Regions from separate parts of the Mus musculus genome. Here region 1 is linked to region 2. The links are chromatin contacts, called in public promoter capture Hi-C maps. All regions are on one chromosome and are shown on one strand. Each heading gives the region's core, a stretch centred on a gene start, on an enhancer-like site or on the middle of the called end of the contact. The rest is flanking DNA. Distances are from core to core; before and after follow the strand shown. Region 1 holds the start of Larp1b (La ribonucleoprotein domain family, member 1B). Region 2 holds the start of Actl6a (actin-like 6A).

The links. Capture Hi-C pulls out chosen DNA fragments and counts their contacts.
Region 1: a promoter capture Hi-C map of liver shows a contact between it and region 2, with 2.6 times the contacts expected there. The contact joins the promoter of Larp1b here to the promoter of Actl6a in region 2. A contact is called at or near these places in 1 of 484 Hi-C or Micro-C datasets (CD8 T cells) and 1 of 9 other capture datasets (liver).

The regions. Positions count from the first base shown.
Region 1 is chr3:40,949,235-40,956,557 of GRCm38.p6, forward strand. It overlaps Larp1b (La ribonucleoprotein domain family, member 1B), which reads left to right and starts at 1,416. Exons shown (of 10, transcript NM_001040399.2): 1 at 1,416-1,450.
Region 2 is chr3:32,705,108-32,712,717 of GRCm38.p6, forward strand. Actl6a (actin-like 6A) reads left to right here and starts at 3,439. Exons shown (of 14, transcript NM_019673.2): 1 at 3,439-3,773; 2 at 6,761-6,837; 3 at 6,994-7,168. The coding sequence starts at 3,749.

The sequences.
Region 1 (7,323 bases), core at 166-2,665, 8.2 Mb after region 2:
TTTCTGGTCCTCCTGGTTCCTGAAGATTGTCCTCCTAGTCCCTGGGTCACAGACGTAAGATGCTCCCCAAGCGTAGCAGGTTCATCCTCGCGATCCGCTAGGGCGGGGCTCTCATCAAACCATGCCCGCCGCATTCGGGAAGACTCCACAGGCCGCGGTCGCCCGCAGCGTTTAGGGAATGCCCGCAAGTGGCCACGTCACTTTCCAGGGTGCCCGCCCCCTAACCTGCCTCGCCCTCTACCCGCCCCGCCCCTCACCCTGACTGGCCCTCGCCCTGGTCCTTGGGCACCTGGCCTACTGAACGCTGATTATCTTGGCTCTTGCCTACATCACGCCCCGCCCACTGGCACGCCTTTCCCCTTGCGCGCCCCGCCTCTTGGACGCCTCCGCCTCCGCACGCCCAGCCCATCGGCCCGCCTCAGCCTATAAACGCCCCGCCTACCTGGCCACCCCGCCCATTGGCCCTCCTCGCCCTCTGTACGCCCCGCCCAGTAGCCTTCCTCGCCCTCTGCACGCCCCGCCCCTGGCTGCCTCGCCCTCTGCATGCCCCGCCCTCAGGGACAGTTACCGGCTCAGGCCGCGCGCGCCTCCGCAGCTCGCCAGAGATCCTTCAGACTGGCTGGAGCGCCGCGTTGTCGCCCGCGCCCGCTGAGGGCTCGCGGCTCGGGCGCGCCCGGCGCGAGTGGCGAGCTCCGGCCGTGCGCTGCGACGAGGCCAGGCGGCGGGCGGTTAGCGCTCCGCTCGGCGGGCGGGGAGGACGGGCACGCCGGGCGCTGCACGCCTCGGCGGGCGGGTTCCGCGTCCCAGGACCGAAGCGGGTCGGTGCCCCCGTGTGGAGAGAGGGGCGGCCGGGCTCCCTGGACCCGGACGGCCCCCGGCTGGGCAGGAGGCTGGGGCCAGGGGCCGGCCATGTCCGCTCGCGCCCCGGTGCCCGCCGCTGCCACCCGGGAGGACCCGCCCGCCGTGGCCGGAGACCGGGACGCGCTGTTGGCAGCGACGAGCCGGCGGGCGGAGCAGCCGGCGCCCGGCGAGCGGGAGGGCAAGGAGGCGAGGGAGGAGCGGGCCGCGGCCGCCACCAGCGCGGGTGCGCGGGGAGAGCCGTCGCCGGCGCTCGTGCTGGGACACAGCGTGCCGCAAGCGGCCGTGCCCGTGAGGCCGCTGGCGCTGCACCTGGCGCACAAGGCGCGTGCGCCCGGGGGTCCCTTCGGCGGGGAGGCTCCGCCGCTGCCGCCGCCGCCTCCGCCGCCGCCACCACCACCGCCGCCGCTGCCGCCGCCAGCACCGCGGGACCCACCGGAGGACGCCCGCGAGGACCCAGCGGCAGCCGGCCCGGAGGACAAGCCGCCGCCGCCGCCGCCAAAGGGGAACCCGTGGACCAAGAAGCTGCCGCAGCACCTGTCCACCGTGGGCACCGGCGTGCCGTCGCCCGCTCAGGACTCCCCGGAGGCCGGTGAGTGCGGTCCGCGGGAGGTGTTTGGTTCCTAGGTGTCATTCACCGTGCCGATTTACATAAATGGACATCTAGGAGAGGGAGCGACAGGAAGAGGTGGGACCTCAGGTTCTCCTTGACGGGTAGGGGCACGACGTGGGTGACTGGGCAGCGGGGCTGTGCTGGGCTCGTGCCTTCACGTGTCGGCGTCCTAGACGCGGTGAATACCGTGGAAAAGTTTCCGGGAACTTGACACAGAGTAGAGGCGAGTCGGGACGAGCGGATTTGTAAGTGGAAGTCCGATTGGGCTGGCTCCTGAAGTGAGGTGGTGAAACGAAAGTCTCGAAAAGCTGCTAGGTAGATGTGGCTGTGAAGGCAGCTGGTATTAGGTGTTTTTGCGGTTGTGTGGTTGTGTTTCAGAATGCCTGACACAGGACAGTTGATTCAGAGTCCGGATCGCACAGCTGGTCCCACGGTAGCCTGCGCGTTAGCAATTGGGTTGTGCCTTTGCGTTCGAATGCTGACCCATGCAATATGGCCCTTGGGGCTTTATTTGGGTTGCAGCAACTGCAGTTAGAAAGTAAAATGAAGACTGGCTTGTATTTGGTGGCGTATGCCGATTGATGTAGAGGATTAGGCGTTCGAAGAGAAGTCAAAAAGAAAAAAGTTAGAATGGAAATGCTGAGTAAAACTCTCCTTTTTCTTTTTTTTTCTTTTTTTAATAAAACTGCACTAAAATAACTGAACTTTTCTGTGGGAATTGCGGCTGTTTTGTTGGCAAGTTTTCGCTGGTCTGGGGAGAGTTGGTGGAACAGCCGAAGTTTGAGCATGTTTATGGGGTTGTGAGGGTCAAATGCGGTGAAGGGATCCTGTACAATTGTGATTGTTTTATCTCTCCTGTAGGGGGAGATAAATGTTGAACCAATTTAGTTTCTTAGGTTTTGCACGCAGAACCAATTTAGTTTCTTAGGTTTTGCACGCAGAAATGCTCACTAACTTATTTGCTTTTGTTATTTTGCTTGCTTTTTGAAACACTATCTACTTGTGTAGCCCAGGGGGTTGTGGAATTCTTGATCCTCACGTCACTGTCTTCTTCAAGATACTGGGATTATAGACATTCTGCTCTCCTTATTAATTCTTACTAAATTTTGACACCTTAAGGAAAAACAAAACAAAAGCACTGAGTTTTGCTCTCCATCTTGTATTAGTACAATTCTGGCCTGCTGAAAAGAGCAGTTTACTACCATTGCTAAATAAGTGAAGAGAACATGGTATATCAAGTCTTCTTAAAATTTCGTAGAGAAACCTGTTGATCACTCTGTTACCCCTCCATATCTAGATTTACACAGAGTACTAGGCATTATAATATTTATTGAACTATGAAATATTAATCGAGTTTTTTGTGTGTTTGTTTTTGTTTTGTTTGTTTGTTTGTTTTGTTTGCTTTTCGGTTTTTGGAGACAGGGTTTCTCTTTACAGCCTTGGCTGTCCTGGAACTCACTTTGTAGACCAGGCTGTCCTCGAACTCAGAAATCCACCTGCCTCTGCCTCCCGGGTGCTGGGATTAAAGGCATGCGCCACCACCGCCTGGCTCCGAGTTTTTATAAACTCAGTTTTCTAGACTTTAAAACGTTTCAAAGTGAAACTGGAGATTCTTTTCCCCCCTCATGGGGATGAGCCTAGGGCTTTGTGCTTGCTGGGCAAGTGCTTTATCATCAAGCTGTATGTGCAGATTTTCTAGCCCCTCCCCCCAAGAATTTTATTGCAGATTACTTGGAAAAATATTTGACAGTTTAACCTACTTGTGCCTTGGATCTCCAGTCCTCCTTAGATTAAGGATACAGTGACTTACTGGGAGTGTGGCCCATACCTATAATTCCAACAAGGGGATTATGAGCTTGAAGCCAGCCTGGATTACACTCAAGACCAAGGTCTCAGAAAATCAGAAGCCAGGCCTTTAATTCCAGTACTTTTGAGGGAATGGCAGTGGATCTCTGAATTCAAGGTCAGCCTAATCTACTACTTAGTTTCAGGACAGCCAGGGCTATGTAGACAGACCTTTCTCAAATTCAAAAGGAGCTCTAGTTGCACCAATGTTTCTGTATTAACAACTCTTACATCCTGGGGTCACTGCAGTACTGGGAATGCTTTTCCTCAGATCTGTGGCAGGGTGGCAGTGCTGACTCTTAAGCTGTTCTACAGTGTCTAATGGGTAACTTAGAGTGGTGGTGTAAGGAATGTACTGCTGAAAGAAATGGGTGATAGTATAGTTATTACTAACTAGCTAGTTGACTTTTGGCATTATTCTTGTAAATTAATGACATGGATAGGTTCATGTCTTCTATTTGTTGTTTGTTTTGATAAACATTTTTCTGAATTATAGAGGCTAGCAACAAACCCAGACCTCCATCTAGGCTGAGGTAATGGTCATGAAGGAGCCACGGCTCCCAAATCTTACTTAAAACAAGAGTGCTTTCTACATGCAAGCCAGATGCCATGCCCTCCTTCTTGTTTTCCTAAGAAAACTGAATAGGGTGGGCTACAGCTTGGACAGATAGCTCAGTAGTTAAAAGTGCTTACTGCTTTTGACAGAGCACCCATATCTGGGTCACCCAGTTATAGAGGATCTATTGCCCTTTGGCCCCTGAGGGTATCCTCACATGGGTGGTGCACATACACAAAAATAAAAATAAGGAATCTTCTAAAAGATGAAGTTTCAAAGGGGGGTGTGTGATAATAAGCTGTACAGTGGTACATGCCTATAGTCCAAGCTACTCGGAAGTTGAGACTAGAGGGTCAACTATACCTTGTAGTTTGAGACCAGCCAAAGCAATATAGTGAGGTGGTAGGGCTGCTGAGGTGGCTCAGAGCTTAAGAGTGCATAGTGCTTTTTTAGAGGATATGTGTAATTGCAGCTCCTAAGAAACTCAACACTCTCTTCTTACCTCCTTGGGCACCTGCACTTACATGCACATACACAGAGATAAACACATAATTAAAGTAAAATAAATATTTGAAAAATATGAGTCCCTGTATCAAAAAGAGAATAATAGTAATGATAAGCAATCAAATATGCCCAGAGATCATTTAGGATTCAAAGAATACAGATTGAGCAATATTAAATTATCAATTAATAGAATGATTCTAGAATTCATTCTACAAAATAGGAAGTCTTGAGAGAAAGAGGATTTGTGTTTGTTTGTTTTTGTTTTTGGAGACAGGGTTCTGTGTAGCCCTGGCTGTCCTGGAACTCACTCTGTAGACCAGGCTGGCCTCAAACTCAGAAATCTGCCTGCTTCTGCCTTCTAAATGCTGGGATTAAAGGCGTGTGCCACCACTGCCTAGCGAGAAAGAGGCTTTTAATTCCAGCCAAACTTACTCATATAAATGAAGTGAAGGAATTACAGCCACAACTTTTTGCCATAAACATTGTTGTTAGAGGTAGATGCATTATAAGAAGCACGGGGAGTCTTTTTTTTTTTTTAAAGGATACGATCATGGACTTACATTTATTTGTTTAGTGTGTGTGCATGCATCATTGTGGTTTATGTGAAGATCAGAGAACAGCTTTGGGGGAGTTGTTCCTTAAATCATGTGTGTTCTGGGATCAAACTCAGGTCAGACTTGGCAGTAAGCTCCTTTACCTTCTTAGCCATTTCAGCAGCCTAGCTTTCTCCAGACAAAAAAGTGAGACAGATTTTTGATGGCTCCATGTTTTCAGACACTCTTCTCCAGTTTTAGGATGACTCTGGTATATTGCTGTTTTGGGGAAACCAGATAAAACATTTCAGTCAAAGTCAGGCCTACCTAGGAATATCTTGATCAGTATTAAAACTTCTGACCTAGCTGGGCAGTGATGGTGCATGTCTTTAATTCCAGCACTTGGGAGGCAGAGACAGGCAGATTTCTGAGGCCAGCCCGGTCTACAGACTGAGTTCCAGGACATCCAGGGCTACACAGAGAAACCCTCTCTCAAGAAACCAAAAAATAAAAAAAGACTTCTGACCTTCCCAAACCATGTTAAGTAGTTGTAATTATTTAATAAGCCCTTCATTAAATAACAGTCTAAGACTTGTTAATTACTTGCTTGTAGCTGTGGTTGTACAGTAAAAATCAGTCTTGTAGTATAATTTTTCAGAAACAGAGTATGAAAATATTTTGTCCATTTTTTTTTCATTCTCATTCTTTGAACCCTATGCTGTTTTGAGAAAGGATCTCACTATATTATGTAGCCCTGGCTGGCCTGGAATTCACTATGTAGACTAGACTGGCCTCACAAGCCTTTCTAGTGCTAGGATTAAAGGCAAGTGCTACCATGCCTGGCTATGTTGCTTTTTATCAACCTACTTCCTCCCTTTTTTTTTTTTTTTTTTTTTTTCAGGAATCGTAAGTTTGCTGTTAGTGCCCTCATGAAATACATCTTAGAAGCAAATTCTATTTTATTATAAAATAAGTATATAATATAAAGATGTAAAATAGCACATATTATATATCCTTATAATTTGTAAAAATAAAACTCTTGGGGCTTGTGCACACATACCACACAGATGACCTTTTGATCTTGTGATATTCCCTTCAAAAAGCGTCATGTTACTGATTAATCTGTTTACTAATTTTTTAAAGACCTTTTTAACAATTACTTTCCAACAAGTGAATTCTATAGAACATATGAAACATAAAGTTTCATTCACAGTACTGGATGATTGCTGGGTGGTGGTACATGCCTTTAATCCTAGTACTCAGGAGGCAGAGGTAGGCTGATCTTTGAGTTTGAGGCCAGCCTGGTCTACAGAGTGAGTTCAGGACAGCTAGAGCCACACAGAGAAACCTTGCCTCAAAAAACAGAAAACAAAACAAAACAAAAAACAAAAAGGTACTGAGTGATTTTTAAATTAAATTTAATTTTTTTGAGAAAGGGCTTTGTGTACCTTAGGCTGGCCTGAAACTAAGTAGCTGAGGCAGATCTTGAATTTCTGATTCTCCTGCCTCCTCTTCCTAAGTACTGTCACTACAGAACCTGTCTGGCTAGTCCTTTATACTCTAGACTCACTTTTAAATTGTATAGTAATCCATAAATATAGCTCACATAGCTAATTTAGCATTGACCTATTGAGTCTTGATTGTTCCCTTCCCTTATCTTGACAAAATAATGTTCTATATGTATCTTGTCATTGTCTGTGTCTTTCCATAGGGTAAATGTAGAAATCAACTGTCATGCCACAGAGTATTACTGTTGGACTATAAATTGATATTTTCTTTGTTAGCATAGGAAAGAATCCTTTCCTTGCCTTTTGAGTTTGGGGTGCTTTCTTTTTTTTAGATGAGAGTCTTGCTGCATAGCTCAGATTGTTGAGTTTCTTACATCAGCCTTTTCAGTGCTAGGATTATATGCCTGTACCACCAACCTGGATTTTTAGGTATATTTTTATTTTATGTGTTTGAGTGTTTTGCCTACATGTATGTCTGTACCACTTGTGTATATCATGCCTTCAGAGGTCAGAAGATGGCATTGGATGCCCTGGAACTGGAGTTATAGTTGGTGAGCCACCATGTGGGTGCTGGGAATTGAACCTGAGTCTTGTGTAAAACTAATCAGTGCTTTTAATTTAGTCACTGAGCCATATCTCCAGCCCCCAAATAATATTTTTATTGAAGATTTTGGTTTCTTTTGAACATGGCTGCCCCTCACTCTTATTTATTTCATGGAGTGTTTTATTATTTTCTCTATTTTTTGAAACTATACTATAATTACTTCATTTCCTCCTTTTCTTCTTTCCAAACCCTCCTATATACCTCTCAGTGTTCCTTCGACTTTATGACCTCTTTTTTCATTATTATTCTTGTATATGTATTCATATTCCTATACACAGTCCAACCTGCTCTGTATATAATGT
Region 2 (7,610 bases), core at 2,189-4,688:
TGTCCCTGGGAGAGTTTCAAAATCTACTTTCCTCCCGCGCCTGATGCAGTTTCCAACTGCGGCCATCCGCCTGATTATAAAATCCTTTTTTTTTTTTTTTTAAGATTTATTTATTTATTTATAGCTGTCTTCAGACACACCAGAGGAGGGCGCCAGATCTTGTTACGGATGGTTGTGAGCCACCATGTGGTTGCTGGGACTTGAACACTGGACCTTTGGAAGAGCAGTCGGGTACTCTTACCCACTGAGCCATCTCACCAGCCCATAAAATTCTTTTTATTAAACCCTTTTATTTCTCTCGCCAAAAAAGCAGCTTCTGGAAGCTGCAGCCGACTGCCTGCCTGTTGAGTTCCTAGTTCCTGACAACTCACTGCTGAACCTAAGTGAATCCAGCGCGCGGGTTTTAGCGCTGTTCCAGCTTAGCCTGTACCAATCTTCTCCGGTACAATTTTTTTTTTCTTCTTCCACAGAGCGCCAAACCAGCAGTGCTTCTTCCAAATGTACTCTGCCATTCTCAGGTCCTGAGTTGGTTCGCCAAGTTGTTGAGGCCGGCCAGCCGCTCACATGTCCGGGTTCGAGCCTGGAAGGCATCTTGGAACTGAAAGAAAAGAGAGAGCCTAGGCAGGTTGAGAAATAATGGAACCAAGTCAACTTTAGTCTGCTCAAGGTTCAAATTTTTAATGGCGGACACGCTTTATAAAAGAGGGGGGAAGTCCATTCCCGCCAATTCATCCTTGGAGCCCAGAACCAGCTGCAGGTGATGATGTGCAGGATAGGGCATAGTCTCCAGAATAGCTCTCAGCAGGTAGCAGTATCTTGAAGAGGAACAGCGACAGTGGCTCAACAATAGAGTGATCTAGGGAGGAAGGCTCCACCCTAGATAATCTCCTTAGTGGCAGCAAGGTCAAGTTCTGGCTCAGCCTGCTTCGGGCTTATGGGAGGCTACAGTTTAGATGTGTGTTTTCATGTGTTTAACATGTGATTAGTCATATCAGGCACACTGTGAAAAAGTTAATTTTCTATAAAGTTTACCTAATTGGTTCATTAAATGAAGTCTCTACTCCAGTAACATATCAAGAGACTGAGCTCAACTGAAATTATGAATGATCTGCTTTCTAATCTTTCTTACTTTATTAAAAACATCTGAGCACAGCTTTTCAACATTGTTACAAGCTGTCTTCTTTGCTTTTAGATTTCTGTATCCTCTGGGTTAGGTGCAGTGAGCTCAAGATGTTGTAATCAACCCTGCTGAACAGCTCTGGTTTCTGTTGAACCCTGGAGAGTATGGAACAAATACTTGATTCTTCTTCGGCCCAAAGAGGTATTTTTTTAATAAATAATTTCTTTTTTAAAAGATTTATTTAGTCATTTTATGTATATGAGCACACTGTACCTATCTTCAGACACACCAGAAGATGGCATCGGATCCCATTACAGATGGTTGTGAGCCACCATATGGTTGCCGGGAATTAAACTCATGACCTGTGGTAGAGCAGTCAGTGTTCTTAGCTGCTGAGCCATCTCTCCAGCCCCCAAAGAGGTATTTTTAATTCTAAGGTTTATTCTCTTAAATTCATGAGAGATCTTGCAGATGGTATTGGTAAAGGATATCAATCTGTAAATCCATCAAACTTGTAAATGAATTGCTAGATATTTAAATGATAGTGGTTTAACTGTACTACTATATATTATAAAGTAAAATAATATCTCTCCAATTTTTCATTATTGGAACCATAGTACTTATACATTTATCATGTATATATCTATTTGAGGCAGGGTCTTGCTATGTAGCCAGTATGCATCCCTTACTGGCCTGGAACTCACTATGTAGACCAGGCTAATTTCAAACTCACAGAAATCCACCTGCCTCTGCCTCTTGAATTCTGGGATTAAAACTGTGTGCCACAATGCCTGGCTTGGAACCACAGTCCATAATAACCTATCAGTTTTATTTAGTCAAACATGAAAACATGACTGGAAATAGAATTGTTTTGGGGTGCTGATCGGCAGTGAGCACTGATCATGGGGACCACAGTACACAGCACTGAGGCAGGCTGTGTTAGGTGTTGCATACATTGAGAAGTAAGCAACCCCTCCCACAGGTCACTTGGCAGTAATGTGCTCTACATCTTAACCAGACACATCACCTCAGGCACAGCTGTGAATAAGCTTGGCTATGCTCCAGTAAAACACAGCACAAGGTTTCTGACATGGGAGTATCATAGTATTCTTAAAACTGTTTTTGAATCATTTAAAATGTAGTAATACACACACGGTGGCATGTGCCTATAATTCCAGTACAAGGAGGCAGAGGCAGGAGGATTACAACTTGGAGACTAGCCTGGCCTACACAGTGAGACTTTCTCTCAAAAAACCCAAATCCAAACCATCACTGTCAGCTCACAGCACACAGTGTCAAGTGAACGGGAGAGCATTTTCTTACTAGCGTTATTCCTGAACCTATGACAGACAGGTCAATTCCTGCCACCTTAATGGCAGGGAAATGGATGAGAGTTTATTCAACCCACCTAAGGTTACAAGTAGCCACTATGTAGCTAGACCCTAGACACTTCAATTTAAGCACTGCTACCAGGTACAGAGCTACATTACACTTGAGCTTTGGAATGGCAGGACTGGTTTGGGCCTTTGGTTATATAGATCAGGCTATCTAAGGCCTAGAGAAGCAGAGGGACAAATTGTTGCAGTAATTTGGGGTAAGAAAAGACAGTGTTCTGGGCGACACTGATAGAGATGTAGACTAAGAACAGTAGACACGGATTGGGGAGGTATTTACAAATGGGTGCTTCCTTGAATAGTGCTCCACTTGCTTGGTGAATGATTTTCACAGAAATGAAAGAAACTGAAGTCATGATTTTTAAATGCTATCTAAATCTAGCTGGAAAAATGTACTGTCTTTTAATATAAATAGCCATTGTTTAAAATGATGGATCCTATTATTATATCTGATTTGCTGATTAATTCAAAGTGAAGTGCACATTTCTTTTTCAAGTATAAATGTTAGTTGAAGTATTTCTGCTTAAAAAAAAAAAAATTCCGAATTCATCACAATCAAAGGCCAGGGATCTCTCCCAGGTAACTAACTCAAGTTCCAGATTCCTTGCACTCAAGTTCCTTTGGCTCCTGGGGAGCAGCCATCCTTTAGAACCAGAGCGGTTGATGGCCTGAGGCAAGCCTCTTAATTCCCAGTACCTAATTAACTCACTCTCGAAACCCGGCCCACTCCTGCACCAAGCCCCTCCCACTCGCCCGCCCACCTAAGACTCCTCCTACTCTATTCGCGCGCGAAGCACAGCTCCACCCACTCCCCCCGCCTTGCTCCTGGAAGCTCGGTCCACCCTACCGGCCGCTCGCGAAGCTCCACCCACCTCACCCGCCCGCGAAGCTCCGCCCCCTCCTGCCCGTACCCCAACACCTTCCCTTCTTCTGTCGCTTCTCCCTCTCCCTGCCCCTACGGATGCCTTCCATTGGCTAAGACGGCTAAACCGCGCGGGGATGCAGCAGCGCCACACTCTGATTGGCTAATGACTAAGCCGGACCCTTTGTCATTGGTTGATACGAGAAACCAGCAAGAGTGGCTGTGCAGCGGGCGTGCGGCCGCTGCTTTGTTGCCGGAGGGGGCGGCGTTGGAAGTTGCAGGCTTGCGGGGCCGGCGTTCTCAGGGAGAGGAGTCACGCCGCTGTTATCTTTCGTCCGGTAGTCTTCGGCCAGTCCCCGCCAGACAGTAGCCATGAGCGGCGGCGTGTACGGCGGAGGTGAGTGAGCGCAGCGGCGCCTCGGGGCGTGCGGACCGGAACGACCGGCCTGGTCCCTAGTCGCTTCCGTTTCCCTCCGGTCCTCGGCGGGCCCTTCCGGTCTTTGGACGGTGCTTCCGGTCCCCGTATGGGCCACGGCCTCTCCTTCTCTTCGGACCCGGGCCGGCGCGCAATAGGTTTCCGGCTTGTCCCGTCGCTGCTCCGAGATGGCCTCAAGGAAGGGCCTTGGCGCGTCTTACCGGCTGGGCTCTGATGGCAGTCCCTGGCACGCCGGGTCCCTCACTGTACCGGTTCCGCCGCGCGTTGGTCCCGGGCAGCTCGCGGAGGTTCCGGGCCCCCGGGGTTGGCACTGGGTGCGAGTGGCGCCCGGTGTTGCGGCTGCTGCTCTGGGTCCTTCAGCAGCCACTACAGCCTGGACATCGTTCCAGGCGTGCTCGGTCCCCAGATGAGCGGATCCCTGAGGTACAGGCTGCAGTTCTCCTGTCCGGCTGGGCGGGAGCCTTTTCTAGATCGGCGATAACGAAAACAAGGCTTCTAAGTACTGTTTTGTTTAAGAGTAGTTACCTAGTTAGAGACTCTCCTCTAGGGGGGATGTTGACAGGAGATGGTGCTGCCATCCCTCACGTTAACGAAGAAAAAAATATTGGCAAGAGTTAAACAACCAGCTCAAAGTTTAAAGACTCGTTGTAAATTGGGAGCAAATTGCTTCTGGGATGAGGCAGGGGTATTCCTTTCTCTGCCGTGTACAGGTAACACGCACCCATCAAGAGTTAAATAGTATCCTCACACTAACAAATCTATATCTGCATTGAGTCAGTAGATCTGTGCCCACTCATTTTAACTGCTGTGTAGGGTTTTCTGAGAATAAACTATAGTAGTTTCTCTAGGAACGGTAGTCTTTTCCCTGGCAAGAAGTGTGACAGTAATAATTACCGTTAGCTAATATTTATCGGCTTATTGTTTGTCAGCACTGTAAGTGCTTTATACATTAAAACATTCAAGGCATTTAGTCATCCTATCCTATGAGGTAAGTATTAAATACATTTTTCGGATTAAACTGTAGCAGAGAAGTTAGTAAATTACCCATCTCACATAGTGTATTAGTCATTTTTCAGTTGCTGTGATTAAAAAAAAAAAAAAAACCAAGAAACAAAAAAACAAAATCAGCTTCTAGAAGAAAGAGTTTACTTTAGCTTATGATTCCAGAGAGGTAAGAGTCCAGTTTGAGAGAGGTATGGCAGCTAACAGCAGGCATGATGGTGGGGCAGGAATCTGGGCTCACGTGTCCAACCTCAAGCATGAAGCAGCTGGAAATAGTGGGGGCTTTAAACTCAAAGCCTGTCCCCCAGTGACAGCTTCCTACATCAAGGCCCACATCTTCTAAACCTCCATAAACAGCACCACCAACTGGGGCCCAGATGTTTAAATATCAGCGTCTATAGGAGACATTTTCATTCAAACAGTTGCATATGCATCTCCTTTTAAACTAGGAATTTCTCCAAACTGGGTATGTCTAAACTAAATAGCTCTGTGATTCTCTTTGGGTGCCTCTTTGTAACTAGCACCAAACTGGGTAGATTGGGCATAGATTGGCTTTAACTAGAGAAACAGAAGAACTTTTAAGGCCTTAGCATTTGAGTAATGTAGGTAAGTAGGATTAGTGTTTTAAATTTTGAGGGGGACCCCATTGAAAAACCAGTACTGAGAAACCCAAGTGCATTATCCTAGGAGGCCTGCTGTTTGGGGTGAAGTATTTGGAAAATATACATGGAGGCTTTTCTCTAAATTAGACTGAAAAAGATTGCCAGCTTTTTTCTTACCACTAAACTGTCTCCTAAAGTCTGGAATGTGTAACTTAAATGATACGTTCATTAAATGCTTTTTACTTGGCCTGTATAAATTACACTCTAATTTCCATGCTGTGCAGTTTTCATATTTTGCTGTGTTTCTTCATTTCATGAAACAAAACATAATTCCCCATAATTGATGAAATTGTACTAGGATGTATTCGGTGGTTTTTATTTTTCTTTCCTTTGTTTGTTTGTTTGATTTGTTTTGTGCCACCAGATTCCCTTGCTGTCATTTATACACATCTTGTGCCTGTAGAGATGGCCTCTGGGCTTTCTCAGCCTCTGGTTTCAGCTTTGAACTTTGATTTGGTGATGGTAGGGTAACTATACTTTTTGCCTGTGCTTTTTGTTTTAGTATAATCGTTAAAAGCTGGTGTTCCCCACCCAAGTTAAAATGCCCCAATTTGGATGCTGCATTATAGAGTCTTCCTGGGATTGCAATCTGAGCTTGGCCCTCCCTCCCTGAATAGGCAGCTTAGCTCTGCATCATTCAGCTGTTACCACAGCTCTCAGCAGAAACCTTCTAGGTTCTGGGAACAGTTTCTTCTTGTTTCCTCAGTTTAAGGATTATGAGGGCAGTCCTTTGTTCATCCTTCTGTACCTGGACTATAGAAGTTTATAATTAGTTCCTTTAGTAAGGAAACTACTACCTGCTGTCAGTGTACCATGGCTTTCCTGATTAAACCTCCATTGATAAAACAGTATGACTTGCCATATTTTAATTAAATACATCTTGAAGGTGCATTTAATACTAGGTTCATGCCAGACATGGTGGTGCATAGTTTTAATCCACTTGAGAGTCAGAGACAGGATCTTTGTGAGTTCTGTGACACGTAAGATCACAGAGACACCCTGTCTTGAAACAACAATGGTAAACACTAGATTCTAGCTAATCATGTGTGAATGTAATGGATTTTTACAAAGTTTTAAATTTTCATTTTATATACATAAAATATGTCCTTTTCTTTGTTGAGACAAGAGTTTCTCTGTGTAGTTCTGGCTGTCCCAGAATTAGCTATGTAGACCAGTTTGGCCTAGAACTCAGAGATCTGTCTGCCTCTGCCTCCCTTATTGGGATTAAAGGCATATGCAATTCTATTTTTAATCTCTTCAGTAATTCTCTTTTAATCTCTTCAGATGAAGTTGGCGCTCTTGTTTTTGACATTGGATCGTACACAGTGAGGGCTGGCTATGCTGGCGAGGACTGCCCTAAGGTAAGAACAATGATATGAATGAATTACTTGGGTAGGCAAGAGTCATCTGTGCAAAATTAAATTCAAGCAGAACCTCAAAGCAAAACTGAAGGTAGACACTGGAAACAGCCCCTCCCGAGAGCAGCTGATCCTTCCCGCCATATTTTAACGTCCCAGGTTGATTTCCCCACGGCTATCGGTGTGGTGCTGGAGAGAGATGACGGAAGTACAATGATGGAGATTGATGGTGACAAAGGCAAGCAGGGCGGGCCCACCTACTACATAGACACCAATGCCCTCCGCGTGCCCAGGGAGAACATGGAGGCCATCTCACCACTCAAGAATGGCATGGGTATGAATTAGCTGTAAACCGCAATGTCTTGCAAGATGAACAAGTGTTTGTTTGTTTGTTTTAACTCTATAAAGTAATATTTTGGATAATGAGAATACAAAAATGTATAAGAAGTGTTTCTTTCCCTTAAACTTAATCAGGAGAGTTTGGTGTATGCACAGAAAACTGTATGCTGGGCACATGGTTAAGAGCGATGTGGGTGTGGTCAGGAAACAATGGGATCAGAGATTTCATAAAGGAGGTAGCTGCGGAGTCTTAGCCATGGATAGGAATTCAACTGGCCAGCAAGGCTGAGAAAATCAGAAAAACACCAGCTTGTGTAATGAGATGGGAGTTGTGAGGGAACTATCTTTGAAATGCTTTACAGATGTGGCTGCGGCATTGTTTGTGTTAGGTCACTTGCAGGAAAGGTAGGCAGAGAATGCGGTCTTCCTCTGGAGCA